2 separate regions of the Rattus norvegicus genome follow, and region 2 is linked to region 1. Evidence: chromatin contacts called from public Hi-C data. All regions are on one chromosome and are shown on one strand. The core of a region is the stretch at or near the end of the contact, and the rest is flanking DNA. Distances in the headings are between cores, read along the strand shown. Region 1 has its middle 300 kb from the start of Tmem167a. Region 2 has its middle 410 kb from the start of Atp6ap1l.

Region 1 (6,290 bases), core at 63-2,562:
GAGCCCAGAAGATCATGGGTGGATCCCAGACATTGGATTAAAATGCTGTAAAGTTGAAGTTGCCTTGGATTCACCAAGATGTCTGAGCTGTGGGATACCTGCTGAAGAAAGCTGCTAAGAAGAAGTGCAGTCAGCTCAAGAGAGTGAAGTTTATTGCTGCCGAGTGCCAGATCTGCTATCAGCAGTCAACAAGGACGGAAGGAGTTGGAGATGTGAAGGGCAGGTCATCAGACATGGAGTTTGGAGGTTGCCCAGTCAGCTTCTGTCTTGCTGAATATGGTAGTTTGAATATGCTTGGCCCAGGGAGTAGCATTAAGAGCTGTGTTAAAGTACCTGTAGCCTTGTTCAAAGAAATGTGTCACTATGGGCATGGACTTTAAGACCCTTCTTGTACCTGCCTGGAAGCCAGGCTTCTCCTGTTGCCTTTGAAACAAGAAGTAGAACTCCTAGCTCCTCCTATGCCATGCCTGCCTAGAGGTTGCCATGCTTCCTGTCATGATTATAAATGGACTGAACCCAGAACCTGTAAGCCAGCCCTAATGAAATGTTGTCCTTTGTAAGAGTTGCCTTGGTCATGGTGTCTCTTTACAGCAATGGAAACCCTAACTAAAACGGTCCCAGAATGTCCCCAAAGTCTACCAGCCTTATCTTCCTCATTTCTGTGCTTCAGATTCCATACTGATTCATTGTCCATTCATTTCTTTAACACATTTCCAGCACATAATAAACCATGTGGCAGATCCCAGTGGTTGAATAAGCCTTTCCTACATGGGTAATCACATGCCCATTCTCTGGTCATCATTTACTGGGTCTGATATGACAACTTACCTAAAGATACTACTTTCTAGTGTCTCTAGAATTTACTTATTGGGAATTGGCTAGACATCTGAAGGAGAACCAGTCTTCTCTAGAAATTTGCAGAGCAAGGAACTTGGCTAGTTAGCAGATAGGAAACTGCAACATAACTCCTAAGATCTTCACGTACAACAACAGATGAAGCAATCCCTCTGAGCTGTGTGTAAGCTGAGGAAGAGGTAGTCAAGTGAAGCTATATCCCATACACAGCAGGTAGCAGGGTCCTATAAAGCCCTGTTGCTCCTGTTCCTGACAGATGATTAAGTTCGGAACCTGTGATATGTTTATGAATTCCACTGAATCTTACTGCGACTTTCTACTCAAGTATTTGATTTGGATTACATGTGTTTCTGCATTTTGCGTTCAAAGGGAACTGATCAACAGTGTCCTGAAAAATATGATTCAACTCATCGACTATGAAGGCAGCAGTTTGATATAGGCCATTTAAATCATATGACTCATACACTTATCATAACCATTTTTTTAAAGTTCAAGTATAAATACACAATTTTCCCACCTCCCCTTTCTCTTCATGTACAACCCACTTGCTCTTTCTGAAATTCATGGCCTCAATTTCTTTAATATTTTTAATCTTGAAGGCAATTTTATTTCAGTTTAGAAGAAAAACCACAAGATAGGAAAAGTATGGACCTCAATAATGACTCAGAAGAAAAGAATAAAAAAAATGCAAGGTCTCCTTGAGTTAGACATGAAAGATGAGCAAATAGGCAGATAAGTAACCCTGTGATGAAGACGGGAGGGGAGGGAGCTGTAGAGGGAGGGAGGAAGCCTGACCTCTTAGGGGAAGCAAGCCTAGGAAAGGATTACGAAGAAGAAAAGCAAAAGCAATGCCATTCTGAGTAACTGAGAAAGACAGGCAGACTTAATGGGATGGTTAGTTTGTGGCTCTGCAAGTGATTACCATGGGCATTTTTTTATATAAGGATCACCATTCTGATCTTTAATATAAGAAAATACACAAATAATATGAGAAAAATCAATCTAAAGGTTAACTTTGAACTTGTTAGCCCACCATGCTGTAGACAGCTCTGAACATTCTGAAGATACAATACACAGACAACGATATGCCATGGACACCTGTCCTCACTGGTAACTCTGAACTAGGAACATGAGATAAGGAACCAGAATCCTGACATTTACTGTGAATACAGCAAGTTATAGCTATGTGTTTAATATTTTCTCTATACCATTTCATTTCCAAAATATGTAAGCAGAGTTCCTACAGAGCACACATCTGTAAAGTTACCTCACTGAACTCTCCCAATCTCTGTGCTGTACTTCAAATCTTCTGGCATATTCTTTCATCTTTCTAATCCTGTCATTATGATGGCCACTGTGTGCTAAATCCTAGCCAATAAAAAAGGTTTCCAGATGGATATAACTTTTCATGATTCTAATGACAATTTTTGACTCAAAAAGTATGATTCTAATGTCCAGGAAAGTTGGGGTAATTCTCTCATTGAGAACCTTAAATTGTGCTTTCATCTTTTATGAAAAAAAGAGTGATGGCCTTTGTTTTTACCTATGGTAAAAATGTGACACGTGTAAAGATTTGAATAGTCATCAATTAGCTGGAGTTAATGAAGTATTTTGCTACATATTTATAAAAGGAGGAACTTTCTATAATGTAAAATAAAGCAGTTAAAAGAATTAACTAGAAAATGCAACAAATCAAATATCTGCAAAGTAGAAAAATCTCTCTGTGGTCAAGAAAACCACATACTTAGGAAAAGTATTAGTAAAATGTTGAGTCAATGAAAGCCAGATGGCTTTATAGTTGAGCTGACCCCTGTTGTATAACATAGAAACAAGGATATAAGGGATAAAGAATAGTCAAAGCACTGTTGAAAAGTACAGCAAAGTCAGGGAACAGGATGGTATCTATTTCAAGAATAACTATTGCCACCAAAGCAGCATGGTACTGGCATATGGCTGCTCCTCTCCTTTCTCTTGCTGTAGCAAAAATCTGAGAAAAATGGCCAACTGTGAGAAGTGTTTGTCTCAGGAACCAAATGTCCATTTGCCTCTATTCTTTCTGGGGCTCGGTTAGCCGGAGCCCCAAAAGAGCTCTTCCCTATCACAGCCAGGAAGCAGAAAGAAGAGACTGCTTTCTCTCACTGTGCCCCTCCTGAGTCTCTACCACCTACGAACAGCATCCTGGGAGCAAGCCTTCAACACACGGGTCTTTGTGGGGCATTGCAAATCCAAGTTATAACCATGAGTAGTCAGAATGATGTACTGGTAGCACAGGCCTGTAACACCAGGAGCCTGGGAGGCTGATGTCCAAAGGTTGCAGGTTAAAGGCCTGCCTGAGATAAAGAATGAATTCAAGGCCAGTCTGACCAACTTAGGGAGTTTCCAGGTCAAGCAAAAAAGTGAAGGAAGGTTGAAGATATACCTTTTGCCTAGAATGCGCAGGGCCTCAGAATCAATTTCTATCACCATCTCAACACAGAAAAAAAGAAAAAGTGTGTGTGTGTGAGAGAGAGAGAGAGAGAGAGAGAGAGAGAGAGACAGAGACAGAGATAGACAGAGAGACAGAGAGACAGAGGAGAGACTACACTGATGGCTCAGTGCTTAAATATACCTCTAAAATACTTAAGCTTCCTACATACAGAATCATAAAACCACCTTGACTTTGAAAACATAAGTTTGTTTTTGACAACCCAAAACTCCCTTGTGCACATTTAAAGACAAATCTTCAGATGTCTTCCACTATGACTGCCTGCCTTGTTTTTTAAGCATTCCTCACTGAAGCCATAGCTCACTAACTGGCAAGACTGTTGGCCATGAGCTCTGGGGACACATCTGCCTGTCTCTGGTGCCCCACACCATGAAACTAACCAACTCTCTTCTCATATGCCCCCTGCCTCGAATACACACACACACACACACACACACACACACACACACACACACACACACACAAACATAGGACAACCTAGTACAACTTAAGATTTCCATATAGAAGCTGAGGAGTCAGCCTCAGATCAGTATGCCCATACACTGGGCACTTTCATGACTGAACCACCCCCTGACTTCAAAAACCCTCAGAACAAATTAGCATAATTTAACTGGAAAAAGAAGTTGACCAGATCAACTTTCCTGTGAACCCGTTGTGAAAAGACCCCCAAGTTTCACTATCTGAGCAATAAACCAGTCCACCCTCCTGAAAGGGTATTTCCCGTCTTTGGATAGAGTTTTCCAATAGCACTTCTGTGACAATTATGTTATCAGAGACTTTAGCGGCTATCAGAATGTGTATAACTATAACCCTAAAATGATTAAGAAATTGTCATATGAAAGAAGAAATGGTGATTTTACTCTGTTGGGTCTATGTTTAAATAGGGTCATAAACAACTTTAGTCTGTTTTAAATTTCTAAATATCCAACTTTTGAAAAAATGTTCGGTAACACCAATGTTTCAGTCATTTAAATGGTTTCAGGAAATTTAATTGATAGTGATCAGGAAAGCAATTTTTGAAATTTTGTATTTCACAGAAGAATTTGATATTTTTGCTCCAATGATAAGTTGCTAAGTGTGTTTTGGCAGGTTTATAAATTGAACATAATATTACCTTGCCACAGTACAGGACTGACTTTACTGAGTTAACACTTTGCTTGTGAATGCGTACAAATCTGTGCCTTACAGGATTTTCCTAGTAGGTGACAACTTCAGTCTCAGGTGTGCACATTTCGAGGGTAAGCAGGAAAATAATGTAATATTTAGAGCATCTCGATGACTGTGTTTTTCTTCTCTAGACCATGAAGTCTTTAATTTGGCTAAGAATCTGGGTTCTCTCTTGTCATCGTAGCTTGAGTCATTCCACGTGCAAACACAAGCAAAGATTCTGTTGCATGCTAGGGACCTCTATGAGAGTGCTTGCTGATGATGGCCAGGGAAAGTGAAGAAGCTAGGTAAGGCTATGGCCCAACAGCAGCCAGTTCTCAGGGTCTCTCCGCTGGAGGTGAAGCAGAGCTGTACCCTTTCATGCCAGGTTTGACAGGCCCATGTTAGCAGAGGAGGGGAAAAGAGTTTGGGAAGGACAGAGTGGGAAAGGGTAGGCCATATTGCTGAAGCAAGACAGCACAAGGCTCAGTGTCTGAATGAAGTTCTATGTGGCATCTCATAGGAGGGAAGCACAGTGTTGGACAGGCTCGCCATGCTGGTGAGAGGAGCCAAGAGGACCTGCTGGGAGCACTACCACCCTCCATAGCATGGGAGGTAGTGTCTAAGACATGCTTGGGGAGAAGTAAAAGAAATTTAAACCACCGGCAGTTTACAAAAGGTAAAAACAAACCAATGTAAAACACCAGTGACAACAAAATCTCACTCAAACTCAACTCTAAAGATACTGAAATGTATCATTCTAAAAGTTAAAAAAGTAGGTGCCGACTTGACTGAGACCACCATGTCTTTTGAGAAGCCTGTCTCACTTCTGCAACACACACTGCTGTCAAGCATTTTGCTGACCACTTGAGATAATGGTTCTGAGAAGCTCTGGCAATTGTACTTTGCTGCGTTCCCAGGATTATCTTATACCACGTCTAGGCTGGTGCAATGCCAATGGTCCTTCATTTAATCTAACCTAATAAAGCCAACTCCTACTGGATGTCTGTGAGAACACCACCCTCTCCAAGGTATACTCAAATATTTTCTTAGTCAGACTTGCTTGGTGTGCTCTTCAAATCGCCACCACCACCCCCAGTTCTCTTGATCTCCTTTGACAAGAGTTCTTTGTCCAAATGCATAGAGCACTTCTCACCTTTAAATCTATCTTTCTGTTTTGTCAATATCTTATCATCTGTTTCTCTGCCCACTAAATTGAAACTATTAGACTTTGAGGCTTTGTTTCTTTTATGTACTATATCCCAACATCCAGTACGAAGACTACCTCCAAGTACCATGTCCAGTTTATAGCACGTGCTCACAAAGGGTTTAGTGCTTTAGCAAGCCCATAATTTATATATATATATATATATATATATATATATATATATATATATAGTGTTTTGTTTTCTTATAATGCTTGGGACAAAAATACCCCATGCAAATGCTTTACCACTGAGCCAGGCCTCTAGTTCAAGTGGCTCTCATGACACATGAGCTGTCTGATTCTTGTCTTGGGATTTCAACTGTTCTTCTGACTTAGCCATAGTCCCCAGGTCTAGCTTGGCTCTATTCTTAGTCCTTTCTATTTTCTCTTTCATAGATTTTTGAGAGAAACATAACCTGATTAGCTCTAGTCACTCACCCTCTGCCCTGGGGCATCTCTATGTGGGACACTTCTAGACAAGGACTTCAAGGTCACAGTTTCATGAACCTCAACCTCAACCTCATAGCCAAATCAAAGGACAGGAAACATGACAGCATTTACAACCCCAGCACTCTGTGGCTCTGTCACTACCTTTTC
Region 2 (5,697 bases), core at 2,700-5,199, 150 kb before region 1:
CACTTTAAGAACAGAGTTCGAGAAAGCAGAGTTCTTTTCATTGCCCCCGCTGTCTTGAAAGAGCAGACCCTGCCAAAACGACAGCAGCCATGCAGAGCCTCGCATCTGCAATCTCTAACAAGTTTCAGATTTCCAAAAATGACTTGAAAAACTACATGTCAGCAAACTAGAGGGGCAAAAGTGAACTGCTGATAAGGAATCGGTGAATCTCGAGCACTCTTGAAATCTGTGACAAAAATACACAAGGCACCAATCACCAGGTCTGCAATGTGTCATTTTCCTCTTCTTGACAGTGATTGCATTGGTGATGTCTTTCAGAGACTTGAGCAAAGAACACAAGCTGGAAAATCAATACAGCAAACGTGCCAAGGGTGTGGATTAGAATGGGAACCAGAGTGAGCGAGAACGTGGTGTTTGGGTAACATTGTCCCTGCATTGGCAAACTTTAATCTGCTACATTTTGTATCTAAAATATACAGAAACACACAGATGTAGCGAGAACGGCACAGATACAAATAGGACAGGCAGTGTGGGGATGAAAATCAGACACCTCTGACTAAACTTGGTCTATGCCATGCTTATCACAAATGACACAGTGAAGGCTCCAGAATGCAGGACAACTGCCATCGGGTATCTTATCTCCTAAAAGTCTGTCAGTGGCTTTGTGTTGTCTCTCCTTCTCAATTCTTTTCCGTTCATCTGATTGTGACTGTTAAATCCTCAAGGCTGTATATTTTCTTTGGTTGCATTACTGCCATAGAGGAAGAAATGGACAATTATATTCATATGCCTATTGTGACGGAACTCAGTCTTGTATATTAAGGAAATGATGCCCAAGGTGAATGGCAGTGTTCTCCAGAGGCTGTATGTTACTTCAGTCCATACATGCAGCCTTAGTAGACTAATGCTTTGACAATAGAAAGAGGATATATTTTGTAGACTCAATATATACACATACAGTGTCTTTAATTTACATCTATAGGTGATTTTAAAGATTATTGTTTCATTTGCTTTTATTATAAAGGTTAGCATCTAGACTTCCTTTAAATTATGAGAAATGGAAGACTTTAAATTAGAAATGGAAGACTCGGGGTTGGGGATTTGGCTCAGTGGTAGAGCGCTTGCCTAGCAACCGCAAGGCCCTGGGTTCGGTCCCCAGCTCCGAAAAAAAAAAAAAAGAAAAAAAAAGAAATGGAAGACTCTCATTCTTAGACAAATGGCTCCAGAACATGCACTAGTGGGTTACGAAACACAGTCAGGCACTGGTTAAATTGCCATCAACCAGGAATTCTGAGCATCCCGACTGAACATATGCATGGAATCCTGAAAAAAGCTTTAGAAATTTAGTACTACAGTTCTATGTTTAAATAACTTCAGAGTTGATCTACAATGAAGGCACTTCTAGGTTTAAGCAAAATAGCAATTAGTTTCTCAATTTTTAAAGGAGGCCTATTTTGTGTAGCTGAATATAATTTTTTTTAAAAATACTCTTCTCCAAGGCAGTTTAATTTTGAGCAGAATTTGAGTGAAGAAGTAAAAGCAAATCTCAAAGATGCTTCTTCAGTGGTAACATGGATCCTGGAGTACATACAGCCTCAGAGCCATTTGGCAGTACCTCACATTCAGAAGGGCCAGCCAAGGAGGCACATAGACAGGCTGTTTCAGAGAGATCAGCCTAAACAAGTATCAGTTCTCAGACCTAATTTCCCATGTCAGAAGCCCTCTGTAAATCCCCGAGTTCCTGTAGTAAGAAGTCTGTCCCTTATTAGTTTCTTTGCATGTTATCATGAAATGTGAGGGAATGGCAAAAACCACGGTCAAGGATACCCATGGTGACACTGGCTTAAGCAGGCATAGGGCGCGGCTGGAGTATGTTTCTGCTCAAAACTGGGTTAGAAATGTGACCTAATGCTTGAAGTCTGTCACTCCCAAGGAGGAGGAAGCTGTGCAGAGTGCTGGTGATGATGGCAGGTTGCCACTCCAACTGAATTGCACAATCAGCTTCTAGGACATGCATTCTCTCTCTCTCTCTCTCTCTCTCTCTCTCTCTCTCTCTCTCTCTCTCTCCCCCTCTCTCTCTCTTTTCTCTCTCCTCTCAGAAGTCAGTAAGCCACACTAGAGGGCAGGCTAACCTAGACCTTTATTTTCCCCTGAGAACAAGAATGTACTCTCTGTGTTTGATATAATGTATTATAGAAATAGAAGCCTACAGTTCAAAAAGACTGTGGCACTCTACTTTTGGCGACAGAGTTTGTGCTTTTTGCTCTATGTCTATTTTATTCTGTCCTTGGAACATGTAAAGACAGCATCATTTTAAGTAAAGCTTAAAGAAAACTAGATCAACGAAAGGCAATGAAAATAGTGAATAACATGTGTTATTAATATGAATTAATTAATGTTATATTATGAGAAATTAATATTATCAGAACAAAGTAATATTATTAGAAAACTGGCATTTCTTGACCAGTAACATCTTCTGCATATGAACAGGGGATACAGAAGACATTGTCACTCTGGTGCAAGTCAGATGCACAATGCTGGTTTGTATCTAATATCCTGCTTCTATTTCTTTTGTCTTCTGTGTGGCACTTTAGGAATCGAGACTGTAAACTGTGTAAAGTGGGCTGTCTCAGGAACAAGGTTAGCATTCTTTCTGCTAGGCTCACCCCATGCTGCCTCAGACTCCTCAGGCCTCACAAGGATTTTAGGATGTAGTGGAGAGTTACATGAAAATTCCACACTGAACACTGGGTGTATGTATTGTTAGAATGTCGCTTGCTAGCCACAACTGGCTGTTTATTATTATTGAAAATACCCACGTGGAAGATTAGCCTATTCTGCATATACTATGTGCTGGTCCAGCTTCTCAACACACATGGTGACAACAGGATATGCACAGCAGTCGATTTCTCAAAGAGGATTGTGACACGCAATTCTTCAGTCTGAGAAGTGTCCAGATCTGTAGCCACAGCCAAATATAGTAGCACAGTTCAGTAATCCCAGCATCTGGGAAGACAAGGCAGGAGGATTATCAAAACTTTGAAAATGGCATGGGCTACACGGGAAGCCATTTTCTTACACATAAAGAGACAGAAACAAAATCAAAACAAGAAACAAACCTGTAGTCTGCCGGCTGGAGACAGTGGCGCGGTTTCGTATCTGAGTGTAAAGACCTAAAAGCCATGAGAGCTGAGGATGTAATGTTATGTCTGAGTCAGAGGCTGAGAGAAGCAGCTGACGCTGCAGCATATAGCAGGATGGGTGCTCTGGAGTTCTTGCTCGCCCAGTCAGGCCTTCAGCAGACCAGATGAATCTTCTCTGACTCTTGCTTTATTGCTTTTCTGGGTCTACAGATCCAAATGTTAATTTCATCCAGAACCAATCTCCCAGACACAACTAGAATAATGTTTTCCCCAAATCTGGGCACCTCAAGGCCCAGTGCCACAGAAGTCTAATTATCACAGCTACTCTCTTGCTTTGTGTTTACTTTTATGCTTTAGAGAATGCAAAAAAAAAAAAAGAAAAACAAAAATCCTGCTCTGCAAGCATCATTTCAATTGGTCCCCACTTGTAACCTGTGACCTAGGATGTGTATGTTCAGATCATCACAATAGCTTACTGTGGTCAGAAGAAAAATTTTGAACCAAGAGCAATCTTCATGCGCCTTACAAAAATGAAGCATAGATAGGTTTCGTAATTTGAACAATATGAAATTTATGTTACTTTTTTCTAACTCTTAGTCATAGGCTTAAAAGAAAATCCATTGCACATTTTTTTCAAAGTCTAAACAATGATAGCCACAGCAACAAGTCCCCAGAGAAGAGTAGACTGGCCAACACAGTAAATTCTCTTTGACTAATCCACTCATGTTAGAGCGGTGCACAGTGTGTCTCTGGTGGGCTTGGTGCATGAGGGTGAATGTAACACGAGCTCAGTGATGGTAGAGGCAAGCACGAACAAGACATGAGTAAGCATGTCGTCACAATTAATACCAACGGAGCCACAAGAACACCCCATGCTGAGAGTGTCCCCTCCTCATGACTCACTTGTCAGAGATTTCCTGTGTTTGCTACTTTTCTCACATAGCATTTCCACTCCCCAGAGAAGACACTCTAGCCCTTTGGGTTGATCGGATACATTTGTTCCGAGAGCAGGACATCTGGGCCCTTTAAATATTGAGTGTCCTAGTGATGATGGAAGTGGTTAAAAATGAACCAAGAGAGCAGGAAAGGGGAAGGCTGTACCAGACAGAGATGGTTTTGTTCTTTTGTTCTTATGTTTATAAGCCAAAAACATTAAATATCTAAAATTTTAACTTTCTTTTATCCTTCAAGAATTCAGTGGGGTAAGACAAGGCCTAAAGTTGGCATATGCTAAAAATATCATGTACAAGCAAAATTATCCTATAAAATATTTTAAAAATTCCTTTTATTTTGTATACATAAGTGTATATGACTGTATGTATGTCTGTGTACCATATGCCTATCTGGTTCCCATGGAATTCAGAAGAGGGCATAATGTCACCTAGAACTGAAGTTGTGGGTGGTTTTGAGCTGTTGTGTGGGTGCTGGGAACCAAACCCAAGTCCTCTGTAGAGCAGCTGGGTCCTCTGGTAGAAGCCAGTTCTTTTAACTTCTCTCTACTTACTCTTTAAGTTCTTAAACCACTTGAATTGTTGTTTAAATCCTTCCTAGCAATTTACTTGTGCATATATGATAAAAATATCCATATGAAATTTAGAAACAAGACATTTTGAAAGCCAAGGTGGGTCTTGGTACTGTCTGATGTGAGGATGTGCTAACCATGGTTACCTGAGTATTTCCTTGTCATCTTCACTCACCCCGCAGCTTGTGTTTGTTAAGTAAAATAACCTCTGGAATTGCAAGGCAAGTTTCTTCCACTAGTTTTTGCTTTTACATAACTTCAGACAATAAAAAAGCTGCAATGATAGCATAAAATTCCCCAATGGTAGACTTTAATATTTTCCTTATTCTTCCTTGATTTCTCATTCCTGCGGTTTTGAGTATATTTATAAACAATGTGTGTCCTTGTTTGTGTGTGTATCATATTATGTCTGAGAGTGATCCAATCACTGATTCCCTAAATGATGACCTGATTCAAAAAAAAATCCTAGCAACGGTGAAGAATAAAAGATCTTTCGGTACTTGGCTGGTAAGGATGCTATTTGGGTTTACTTATGAAAATCTTCACGAAACCGAAATAAAATCTGTCTTTTTCTAATTTACATTACTAATGTGCTATTACACTCTCTTGGCTTTTTTTTAAACATACAGATGTGAATGGCATGTATGATCTCATGAATAATTCAAAGACCCACTGTGAGTCTTGCCCCTGGATTTTATTGTTCCCCAGCCAAGGAAGATGACTTTTCAGTTTTGCTGGAGCTAAAGATCCTCACAGGCAATATTATTGTTATTAATGTTGCTGCAGGTGATTATTGCAGTTACAAATGATTTTTTTTTTACCAACAATTGCTCGGATCCCGCACTGTATAGTCTTCAAACATCAAGACACATCTCACACATTTCAAAATGTAAGTTACTATATCGTAATGTATGTTTGTCTGTGCGCTTGCTTAGTAGGTTGCTGCCTTGTGCAGAGTTAAATGCTTTTAATGTTATGGAGTTTTGCACTGGCTCAATATGTAGATTGCACTCTCTTTAGCAATATGTTCCA

Evidence for each region. Hi-C and Micro-C count contacts between places; a contact is called where the count stands out from the background.
Region 2: a Hi-C map of the Rat2 cell line shows a contact between it and region 1, with 2.6 times the contacts expected there. The contact joins two enhancer-like sites.

What each region holds. Positions count from the first base shown.
Region 1 is chr2:23,228,898-23,235,187 of GRCr8, reverse strand. No RefSeq gene overlaps it. Among named protein-coding and RNA genes, the nearest start is that of Tmem167a, 300 kb to the right of the region's middle. Within about 2 kb of position 1,312, at least 3 of the 93 cell types and tissues checked have an H3K27ac peak or open chromatin away from gene starts, as enhancers often do.
Region 2 is chr2:23,386,998-23,392,694 of GRCr8, reverse strand. No RefSeq gene overlaps it. Among named protein-coding and RNA genes, the nearest start is that of Atp6ap1l, 410 kb to the left of the region's middle. Within about 2 kb of position 3,949, at least 9 of the 93 cell types and tissues checked have an H3K27ac peak or open chromatin away from gene starts, as enhancers often do.